Regions from separate parts of the Mus musculus genome. Here region 1 is linked to region 2. The links are chromatin contacts, called in public HiChIP or PLAC-seq maps. All regions are on one chromosome and are shown on one strand. The core of a region is the stretch at or near the end of the contact, and the rest is flanking DNA. Distances in the headings are between cores, read along the strand shown. Region 1 overlaps Gm13010 (a long non-coding RNA gene). Region 2 has its middle 17 kb from the start of Luzp1.

Evidence for each region. HiChIP or PLAC-seq counts read pairs in DNA pulled down with a chosen protein or histone mark.
Region 1: a contact with region 2 is called in a FOXA1 HiChIP or PLAC-seq map of pancreatic cancer cells. The contact joins two enhancer-like sites. A contact is called at or near these places in 2 of 39 promoter capture datasets (cranial neural crest and pre-B cells) and 1 of 115 datasets of contacts at active chromatin or transcription factors (pancreatic cancer cells).

What each region holds. Positions count from the first base shown.
Region 1 is chr4:137,446,086-137,451,356 of GRCm38.p6, reverse strand. The region is part of intron 1 of Gm13010 (a long non-coding RNA gene); the gene reads left to right. Among named protein-coding and RNA genes, the nearest start is that of 1700013G24Rik, 4.6 kb to the left of the region's middle. Within about 2 kb of position 2,551, at least 92 of the 459 cell types and tissues checked have an H3K27ac peak or open chromatin away from gene starts, as enhancers often do. A contact at or near this core is called in pancreatic cancer cells, where this site is marked.
Region 2 is chr4:136,449,787-136,454,889 of GRCm38.p6, reverse strand. No RefSeq gene overlaps it. Among named protein-coding and RNA genes, the nearest start is that of Luzp1, 17 kb to the left of the region's middle. Within about 2 kb of position 3,514, at least 53 of the 459 cell types and tissues checked have an H3K27ac peak or open chromatin away from gene starts, as enhancers often do. A contact at or near this core is called in pancreatic cancer cells, where this site is marked.

The DNA of each region.
Region 1 (5,271 bases), core at 1,302-3,801, 1.0 Mb before region 2:
TACATCACCATGCTCAGCAAGTTGCAGACCACAGCAGCTTTTGTGCCTGATGACTTCAGTATTCATCTCTTCCCGCTGAGAGGACAAAGATACTTTCTAAGCTCCCACAGGCTCCTGGTCCAGGCTACTGAACATTGACCTAGACCCTCTATTAAACAGACAGTTCTATTGTGGACCACCATCCTAGAGCCTAGCAGACACTACCCTCTCAATCCAAGAGACCCTCACGATCTTGCTTGTTGATGTCTCCTCAAAGACGGAAGGAACGAGGGAGGGTCATCGGACCCTCACCCAAGGTTTCAGCCACCCAGCCCTGTGCTCCTTCTGGCTGCCTGTGACTCTGCCCTAGGGATGTGTGGACTTGGGTGGGACTAGTGCACACAAAACCAGAAGATGAACTAAACAGAGGATACCATACAGACAGCCATGGGAGGTCACCAAAATGCTGGAGTGAGATTTTCAGCAACATGGCTTTTAGGGGGTTACCCACACTCCTGTAAGTCACCCTCTCCCAGGCTTCTATAAAAAGCCAACCAACTCATTGGGTCATCAGTCTAACCTCAGATGGAGTTGCTTCTTTTGGTTGGTACCCTATCTAGGTTGAGTAATGTTCAAGTCTCCCCAGGAGACATTAACCCATTAATTTACCCAAAGTCAGTCAGATTTTACCAGTTACCTCTCAAATGTTCATCCTGACCAGAATGCACTTCTTTGGTCTGAAAATCTCTCTCTCCTCTTGTACATGCTCATGTATGCATGCACATACATGTTCATATCTGTGCATTTGTGTATGTTATGTGTGGGTACATGTTCATATGTGTCTGTACATGTGTACATGTTCATGTGTATATGCATGTTTGGAAGCTGGAGGCTGATGGGTGGATGTCTGGTGTCCTCTATCACTTCCTGCCTTACATTTTTTTTTTGGTTTTTTTGAGACAGGGTTTCTCTGTATAGCCCTGGCTGTCCTGGAACTCACTCTGTAGACCAGGCTGGCCTTGAACTCAGAAATCTGCCTGCCTCTACCTCCCAAGTGCTGGGATTAAAGGCGTGCGCCACCACGCCCTGCCCCCTTCTTTCTTCATGGAGGGCTCTGACGGTTTAGAATAGAATGCACTAGTTATCAGCAGAATGTTCTCCAGTTTGGGTCCAGCCCATGTTTCCTAATGATCAGATTGTGTATTGCAAGTCACTGTCACCCAGTGTCCTGCGACCTCCTTGCTGTTCAATTGTTGAGAACAAAGAACTTTCTGCCTCTGGGTGGGAGTCAGCTAAGTAGGGCACAGAGATGAGAGACCGAGAGGCTCCCCATAGACCAAGAGCAGTGTGGAGAACTCAGTGAACAAGGCGAGTGGTAGCCACTCTCTTCTGAGGCCTGAGCCAAGGTTGGGTACAGCGCTGGGCTGGAGACTGGGAGGCCAGGCAGGCGGGCAGCCAGCTGAGGGCTGGGCCTCTGGGCTGTTTGTCCAAATGGTATCCAAGCACGGAGATCACTGGCCGTTTCTGGCCTGGGCACAGTAGCACTGGAAATAGCTGTAGGATTATTTCGGGAGGAATGTACCGTTTCTCCATCTTCCCAGAAAGCCAGGCCCTGTCTTAGGAAGATCAGCGAATTTCCTCTATGCCGCCTCTACTCTATGGGATCTTCAGGCCAGCTGGTGACTCACGGAGACCTTCAGTCAGAGGGGGACAAGAAGGACTAAAATCTTCCTTTGCTGATGGAAGAGGGGTGGCTTTGAGATCCTAGCCCAGGTTGGACCCATTGGGTTCAGCAACAGCAGCATATAAGGACACTGTTTCTGTCCTTCCCAGCCCATTCCCAAAGGCCGACACTTATGGAACTCCTAATGTATACAATAGAACCTGATAGCATTTTTTGCCAGCCCCTGCATATCCACTCTCATATCTAATCTTCACAGTACCCCCTCTGAGGTAGGTATTTTGTTTTCCAGATGAGGTCATCAGCAGTTCAGAGAGAGAGCAGGACTTGCCAGCACATGCCCAGCAGACTAGAATTAAGACCACACCTTCTTGGTTCAGAGAGGAGGTTGGAGGCTGAAGTGTGAGGGAGGAAGAGGGGCGGGTCACTTTTTCATTCAGGAGAGGTAAGGAAAGTGATGCTGTGAATGAATCAGCTTTGAGAGGGGAGGCAAAGTGGCCAGGAACTGTAATTTTACTCCATACTGAGCCCTAGCCTCTCCCAGCTTAGTACCTCAGTACTAAGTACTTAGTACTCCTGGGACTCAGAATGCCCAGGGTGGATGTGACATCCCACCCTGCATGGTCTATTGCTACAGTCTCGACCCTTTACCTCACCTGGACCACCTCCATCCAGCCTTGGCTTCTTAGCTCCAAGGCCAAACCAGCTACAATCTGTGGCTTTTCGGGTTACTCTTGCCCCTCCCACTCTCTCCCTTCTCACTTGACTCCCCTCCCCTGTCTTATCAATACCCCACCTTTCCTGTTCCCTTCTAAACCCAGGAGGTCCCCTTTCTCCATCCTCTGCCCCTAGGCACAAATATTCCAGGCTCTCTCACTCCTCTGGTGTCCCTCAGGACTCAGGGAGTAAGCAGCCTGTCTACTGAGACTACTCCTGATTCATCTGCTTGTAGTCCGCACATTAACCCCTCACTTGCCATGTAGTTTCTCCTGTCCCCTTGAAGGTCTGAGATGAGGGGTGGGATGTCCTTTATGTCCCTTCACTTCATGACCCTTGGAAACATCACACGCAAACAAGCTCAGCTCAGCAGCAGCCACATGTGTGTGACAGCAGTCAGGGACAGCTAGAGGCACGAAAGTTTCGGTGCTCCCATCATGCCTGAAGGGCATCTGTGCCCAGCCTCCGATGACTGCCTGGCAGTGGGCCACCCCTGAATCCCTACCTGGCATGAAGCCAGCCTGCCCGCAGCACAATAAATCTCTCCTGGGCCAGGAATTCTTCTCTCCCCACTCCCCACGCTGCCTGCAGCCTTCTACCCACCAGGGTGCATGAGTCATGCACCCTCCATCCCTCCCAGCACCCCCAGGAAAAAGGCCCCTCTTTTGTACCTATTGCCAAAAACAGTGCTTCCCCAAGCCCACGTATGGCAGGTACAGGCCAGGACAGGTTCCAACCCAGGAGGTCTAGGATGGGTGGGGCTTGGCCAGGACCCCAGCCAACAACAGTGCCCTCCTGCCAAGCTGCTACAGGGCTTTGGAGGCAGAGCCACCAATCTGGGAGGTGTCTGGGAAATTCCCTCTAGAAGAAGATGGTCACAAATAGATTTGTGTGCATGTTGCCCTGAGAGAGGTTGGTGCAGGAGGAGGAGGTAGAGTTCTCAGTCTCCTAGTCTGTAAAATGGGTAGGAGGGTGGCTAGTGAGCGCAGTCAAATTGCTGTAATAGCAAATGTTTGCAAGACCTCCAGGCTCAGATCCGAAGCCTCCACCAACGCACCAGCTGCTGTAGTGATGGCCTGGCCTGGAGCTGGCTGGAGCCAGTTGTTCAACATTCTGGAATTTGGTAGGCTGATTTTGTTGTTTGCTTGCCTCCTCCTCCTCCTCCTCCTCCTCCTCCTCCTCTTCCTCCTCCTTCTTCTTCTTCTTCTTCTCCTTCTTCTCCTCCTCCTCCTCCTTCTCCTCCTCCTCCTCCTCCTCTTCTCCTCCTCCTCTTCTCCTCCTCCTCCTTCTTTTCTTTGATAAGGTCTGAAAATGTGGTCTCTGCCTGCTGAGTACCAGGATAACAGATATGCACCACCGGGCAGGGTGTGGTAGGCTGTTGTTAAGCATGGGGAGTCTAAAGCCAAGCACAACCGGGAACCTTCACCCCAGCATGTGTGACAAATTAAGACTTTCCTTTGAGATTCTGTTGCCAGCAGAGCACTGGAGTAGGGGACCCGGGCCAAATGACCACACTTTTGAACTTGTGTTTCCTCAGCTAGGAAAACCACAATAATTATGACTACGCATGTACTCACACAAACATGAGTGTGCACACATACACATGTGCACAAGCATATACAACACACACACACACACACACACACACACACACACACACACACACATATCCTGGGTTCTATGCTAAGTCTTTTTTTTTTTTAAGATTTATTTATTGTTATATGTAAGTAGACTGTAGCTGTCTTCAGACACCCCAGAAGAGGTCATCAGATCTCATTATGGGAAGTTGTGAGCCACCATGTGGTTGCTGGGATTTGAACTCAGAACCTTCAGGAGAGCAGTCAGTGCTCTTAACCGCTGAGCCATCTCTCCAGCCCCCTATGCTAAGTCTTATGCATCAGCTCATTTCTTTCTCATTCCCACTTTATAACTGGGAACCGAGTCTGCAGTATGTCCAGTCTGCAGCTCACGGGCTTCATGAACCTCAGGATGGCTGGGAATGTGGCACAAGATCAGAAACTTAAAATATCACAAGATTTGGTCTTTCTTTCTTTCTTTCTTTCTTTCTTTCTTTCTTTCTTTCTTTCTTTCTTTCTTTCTTTCTTTCTTTCTTTCTTTCCTTCTTCCTTCCTTCCTTCCTTCCTTTCTTTTTCTTTCTTTCTTTCTTTCCTTCTTTCTTTCCTTCTTTCTTTCTTTCTTTCTTTCTTTCCTTCTTCCTTCCTTTCTTCCTTTCTTTCTTTCTTTCTTTCTTTCTTTCTTTCTTTCTTTCTTTCTTTCTTTCTTTCTTTCTTTCTTTCTTTCTTTCTTCCCTCCTTCCCGCCTGCCTTCCTTCCTTTATTAAAACCTTGATTATGGGGACTGAAGAGATGTCAAGATGGGAGCATGGCAGCATCCAGGCAGGCATGGTACAGGAGGAGCTGAGAGTTCTACATCTTCATCTGAAGACTGCTAGCAGAATACTGGCTTCCAGGCAGCTAGGATGAGAGTCTTAAAGCCCACATCCACAGTGACACACACACCTACTCCAACAAGGCCACACCTTCTAATTGTGCCGCTCCCTGGGCCGAGCATATGCAAACCCTGACCTCTCTCTACAACCCGATCCTCATAGCCCTTTATGATAACCATCAGCAACTCCAGTTCCAGCAGATCTGATATCCTCTCTGGCCTCTGTGGGCACTGCATGCACATGTATGATGCACACATATGTATGCCAGCACAATACACGAATACATAAAAGAAACACTCAGAAGATAGACACTTTTATTTTGGTTTTTTGAGACCAGGTCTCATGAGATTAAAAATGTTAATTTACACTTATCTATTTATTTCATGTATGCGTGTGCAACGTGTGTGTGTGTGTGTGTGTGTGTGCATTTGTGTGTTGTGGGTAG
Region 2 (5,103 bases), core at 2,265-4,764:
AGGCGGAGGGAAACGCCTTATTCAAACTTGTTTAGGGCAAGATGTTCCTACTGGATTCTGTCCTATGATGGGATCTCAGACTTGTACCAGCCCCTCTCGGGATGAGGTTCCTTTTTTCAGAAAAAAAAAAAAAAGGTAGGAAGGGAATGGGTTCTTCTATCTCTAACACAGCCAAGGCCCATGTCTCTTTGTCGGGGCTGGAGAGATGGCTCAGTGGTTAAGAGTACTGGCTGCTTGCTTGATTCCCGGTACATACGTGGCAGCTCACCACCATCTGTAACTCCAATCCCAGAGGATTTAATTTCTCTTCTGGCTTCCTTGACCACAATATATACAGGCAAAACACCCATATACATTTTGAAAAAAAAACTCTTTAAAAAAACAAAATCAAAGTCCAATATGGTAGCTCGTATCTTTAATTCCAGAACTCAAGAGGCAGAGACAGGCAAATCTCTGAGTTTTAGGCCAGTCTCATCTATATAGCAAGTTCCAAGCCAGCTAGGACTTCATTGTATGGTGGCTTTCAATCTTCCTCATGCTGTGAGACCCCCCCCCAACCATAACACTATTTTCTTTGCTATTTCATAACTATAATTTTGCTACTGTCATGAATCATAATGTAAACATATGATATGCAGGATATTGGATATGTGACCCTTGTGAAAGGATTGTTCAAGCTTCCCAAGAGGCCAAGACCCACAAGTTGAGAGCCTCTGGCGTACTGAGACCCTGTCTGGAACAAACAAACAAAAAATCAAAACAAAAAAAGGGATATGCTTGCATTTGGCCCCAGCTTGTTCTTAGAACTAGATTTGTACCCTTGGCCTGTTCCTTCTCTGCTTTAAGTATACAATTGCCACACTATGGTGATATAACATGGTGACTGTTGCTAGGCAGAAATACTACAGCTGAACCATGGTGGCGCACACCTTTGATCCCAGCACGTGGAAGGCAGAGGCAGGCAGATTTCTGAGTTCGAGGCCAGCCTGATCTGCAGACCAAGATCCAGGACAGCCAGGACTACACAGAGAAACCCAGTCTGAACACCCCTGTCACCCCTCCCCCCCACAAAAGAAATGACATACATTTTTTTAGATTCCTAGTGCCTGGCTAACGCTAGGTCAACATAGGTATGGTTGAGGGTGAGCATCCTGTCCCTGAATCTGTTCAAGGATACTTGGTGGGCACGCCAAAAAGTCAAGTGAATGAGCTGTCCAAGTGGGGTTCAGGGAACCTGGGTGTGGTCATTTATGCCTTTAATCCCAGCACTCAGAACGCAGAAGAGGCACAGAGTTCGAGGCCAACCTGGTCTACACATTGAGTTCCAGGACAGCCAGAGCTATACTAGAGATACTCTGTCTCAAACAAACAAACAAACAAACAAACAAACGAACAAAACCAGAGTGGTTCAGGGATTAGGGTAAACTAGGAAGTAGTGATGTTGTTCATGGGTGACGTCACCTAGATGTGAATGCTCATTTGTCTCTTCCAGTGAGTTACAGGGATACCTTGAGCAGATTTCTTAGGCATTTTAAGCCCCCATCTACCTATCTGCAAAATGGGGATAACGGTTTCCTGTTCCCCAAGTTGCTGGGAGTCAGCAAGATAAATCTATCCAAGATCATGAGTTGCTGCTGTGGCAGGGATGATGTGACTAAAGGTGCCCTAGATAACTGTTAAAATCCCCTTTCTCCAGGTCTGGGATCCCTGTTTCTGTCTTTGAGAGCAAAATTCAGGATTAGCAAAGCAATAAATGCTATCGTAAGACCCTTCAGTCAGAGGACGGCTCAAATCAGGTACTTGCTAGAAACTATAAAGAAGGCACTCTCCCCTCTGGCTGGAAAGTCATCTGAGGGCAACGAGGGGGTGGGGCACAACACAGGCCAGGTGATGAACAGACTGCCTGCCTATCTAATCTGCTGAGTGTACTTTGATCCCCAAATGGACTCTGAGCTTTGTGAGGGATCTGGTGGCCATATGGGGACAGAAAACAAGCGATCATAAAAGAAAGAAAGGGGCTGGTGAGATGGCTCAGTGGGTGAGAGCACCCGACTGCTCTTCCAAAGGTCCAGAGTTCAAATCCCAGCAACCACATGGTGGCTCACAACCATCCGTAACAAGATCTGACTCCCTCTTCTGGTGTGTCTGAAGACAGCTACAGTGTACTTACATATAATAATAAATAAATCTTTAAAAAATAAATAAATAAATAAAAGAAAGAAAGAAAGAAAGAAAGAAAGAAAAGAAAAGAAAAGAAAAGAAAAGAAAAGAAAAGAAAAGAAAAGAAAAGAAAAGAAAAGAAAAGAAAAGAAAAAAAGAGATCACAGGTTGCCAACTGGCAACCCAAGAGCTAGACCTGGCTCCCAGGTCAGTAGTCCGAATCATCAACTGTGTGTATTTGCCTCGCCACTTAATTAGTTCCAAGTGAGTAAGTGGTAGTCTAGTCCCATTCAGAGATTTCCCCAGTTCTGAACACTGCAGTGTCTGGGACAGTACCAGGCCCCAGCCACCTTCTTGGGTTGACAGTATTGTTATTCGTGTGGTACCAAAGAATAGCCTGAGTTAAAAGGCAAGAAACTGGAAACCCTGGTTACCATTTCCCACTAGTGTGTGTGTGTGTGTGTGTGTGTGTGTGTGTGTGTGTGTGTGTGTGTGTCCAGGTGTTCATGGATGAACACATGTGTGCCTGTGTGTGGAGGACAGAGGTTAACCTTGGGTGTTGGTACTCGGGTGACGACATACACATGATTGCCTGGATGAGGTTAGCTGACTGGTCCTGAGCCTCCCAATTCTGCTCGTTTCTGCTGCCTCTTCAGCGCTGGGATTCCAAGCCCTCTGAGCCTCATGCGTACACTGCAGACACTTTACGGAGTATCTCTCCGGCTTTACTGCTTTTCAAAGGCAAACACTGGCCTTTGTGCCTGGCCACATCCTCTGAGGGTTCAGAGTGTAGCCTGACTTGAATTCTGGCACTGGGATACAGGGCAAAAGACTGAGTTTCCTGGGACTCTAGCTTCGAATCTGGACTGTAACAACTGGACTTGCTTCACTGGGTTAAGTGGCTACTGCCCATAAAATGCTTAAGGCATACCTGGGTACACAGTCAGAGCTCAGTAAATGCTATTATCATTAACCACATGCTGTCTGGCTGTGTGCCAGGGGCTAAGAGGACAGAGATAGATAAGCGAGCCCCTGAGGGGCTCAGAGTCTGATGGCGATCATAGGGTGATGGATGGACGGTGGAAGCCCCTCCCCCTCCCCCCCCACCCCTACCCCCGCCCTGATCTTGAAAGCAGAGGAGCTGAGGTCACCTGTGTCCACGGAGCTCAGTTATTTGCACTCCCTGCAGGATTCACATCCTGGAGGCCTGAAGTCTGTTGAGAAGTAAACGGTGGAGAAGGGGTGGCTGGGAATGTAGCTCAGTGGGAAACCATTCGCATAGCCTGTGTGAAACTCTGGGCTATGCTTCCAGCTCTGAAAAATAAATCAATAATAAACAATCAAACTGGCCTGGGAAGCTGGGGCCATAATGACATACTTACAGTTCCAGCTACCCAGAAGCCCGAGGTAGGAGGATCACTTGAGTCCAGAAGTTCAAAGCCAGCCACCCTGGGTAATATAGACCTAGGCCTTTCATTATTTATTTATTTATTTTTACATACTTATTTATTTTGATTTTTTTTTTTTGAGGCAGGGTTTTTCTGAGTGCCCTGGCTGTCCTAGAACGCACTATGTAGACCAGGCTGGTCTAGAACTCACAAAGATCTTCCTGCCTCTGCTTCCTGAGTTCTGGGATTAAAAGACATGTGTCACCATCGCCCAGCTGAAAGACATATTTTTTTTTTAAAATCAATTGGAAAAAAATAAAGCAGAGGCAGAAGTTTGAGGCCAGCCTGAGACCATGCCTCAAAAACAAACAAACAAATAAGTAAATACTTTTTAAAATAGCGAATGAAGAGGCGATTTGATTTTGGGGGGAGGTGTTATCTGTTGTATATGTTTTTTTGTTTTGTTTTGTTTTGTGATTTAGTTTTTTGAGATAGGGTCTCACTGTCTTCTTGGATGGCCTAAACTCAAAAGGTCCTTTTAACCTTTTGGGTTTTTTTTTTTGTTGTTTTTTTTGAGACAGGGTTCCTCTGTGTAGCCCTGGTTGTCCTGGAACTCACTTTGTAGACCAGGCTGGCCTCAAACTCGGAAACCTGCCTGCCTGCCTCTGCCTCCCAAGTGCTGGGATTAAAGGCATGCGCCACCACGCCCAGCTCCTCTTAACCTCTTAACCTTTGTCATTCCTGGTCCTTGTGCTCCTCAAAAATAAAGTTGGGTTTCTTTGAGGAAGGGACAGGGCTAGCACCATAAGACTTGCCATACTTGCATAAACCAGAACTTAGCAGAGTCTGTGTTGTTTGAGGCCTTGCCCTCCCCTGGCGTCATCTCTGTCACACTGGGTGTGTGTCTGTGACTAAGTGTGAAAGAATTAAAAGCATGCCCAGGATGGGAGGTGGGAGGAAAGATGGAGAGGACAAAGGTCTTCGGTACAGATGGTCTCTGTGCTCATAAGAAACTCTTTGTCTGTTTGTTTGTTTGTTTGTATTGATGTGGATTGAACCCAGGACCTCATGTACTCTCAGGGAAATCTGTAACCCCTGAACTATAGCCCCAGCTCTCAGGCTTGCTCTATCTATCTATCTTATCTGTCTGTCTGTCTGTCCATCCGTCTGTCTATCTATCTATCTATCTATCTATCTATCTATCTATCTATCTATCTATCTATCTATCTATCCATCTCTTTATCTATATGATCTCATGTACCCTGGGCTGGTCTCAGACTTGCTTATAGCCCAGAGTGACCTTAAACTCCCGATCTTCCTGCTTCCACTTCCCTATTGCTAGGCTCACATGTGTGCCCCTGTGCTTGGTTTATGCAATGCTGGGGTGGCAAAGCCAGGGTTTTTCGTATGCTAGGCACTCGCTCTATTAACTGGGCTATATCTCCAGCACCGCCTCAAGTTGATTTTTAACTTAATCTTTTGCAGCAGGATCTCATTTTGTAGTTCAGGCTGGCCTTGAACTTATAATCATCCTGCCTCAGACTTCCAAACTACA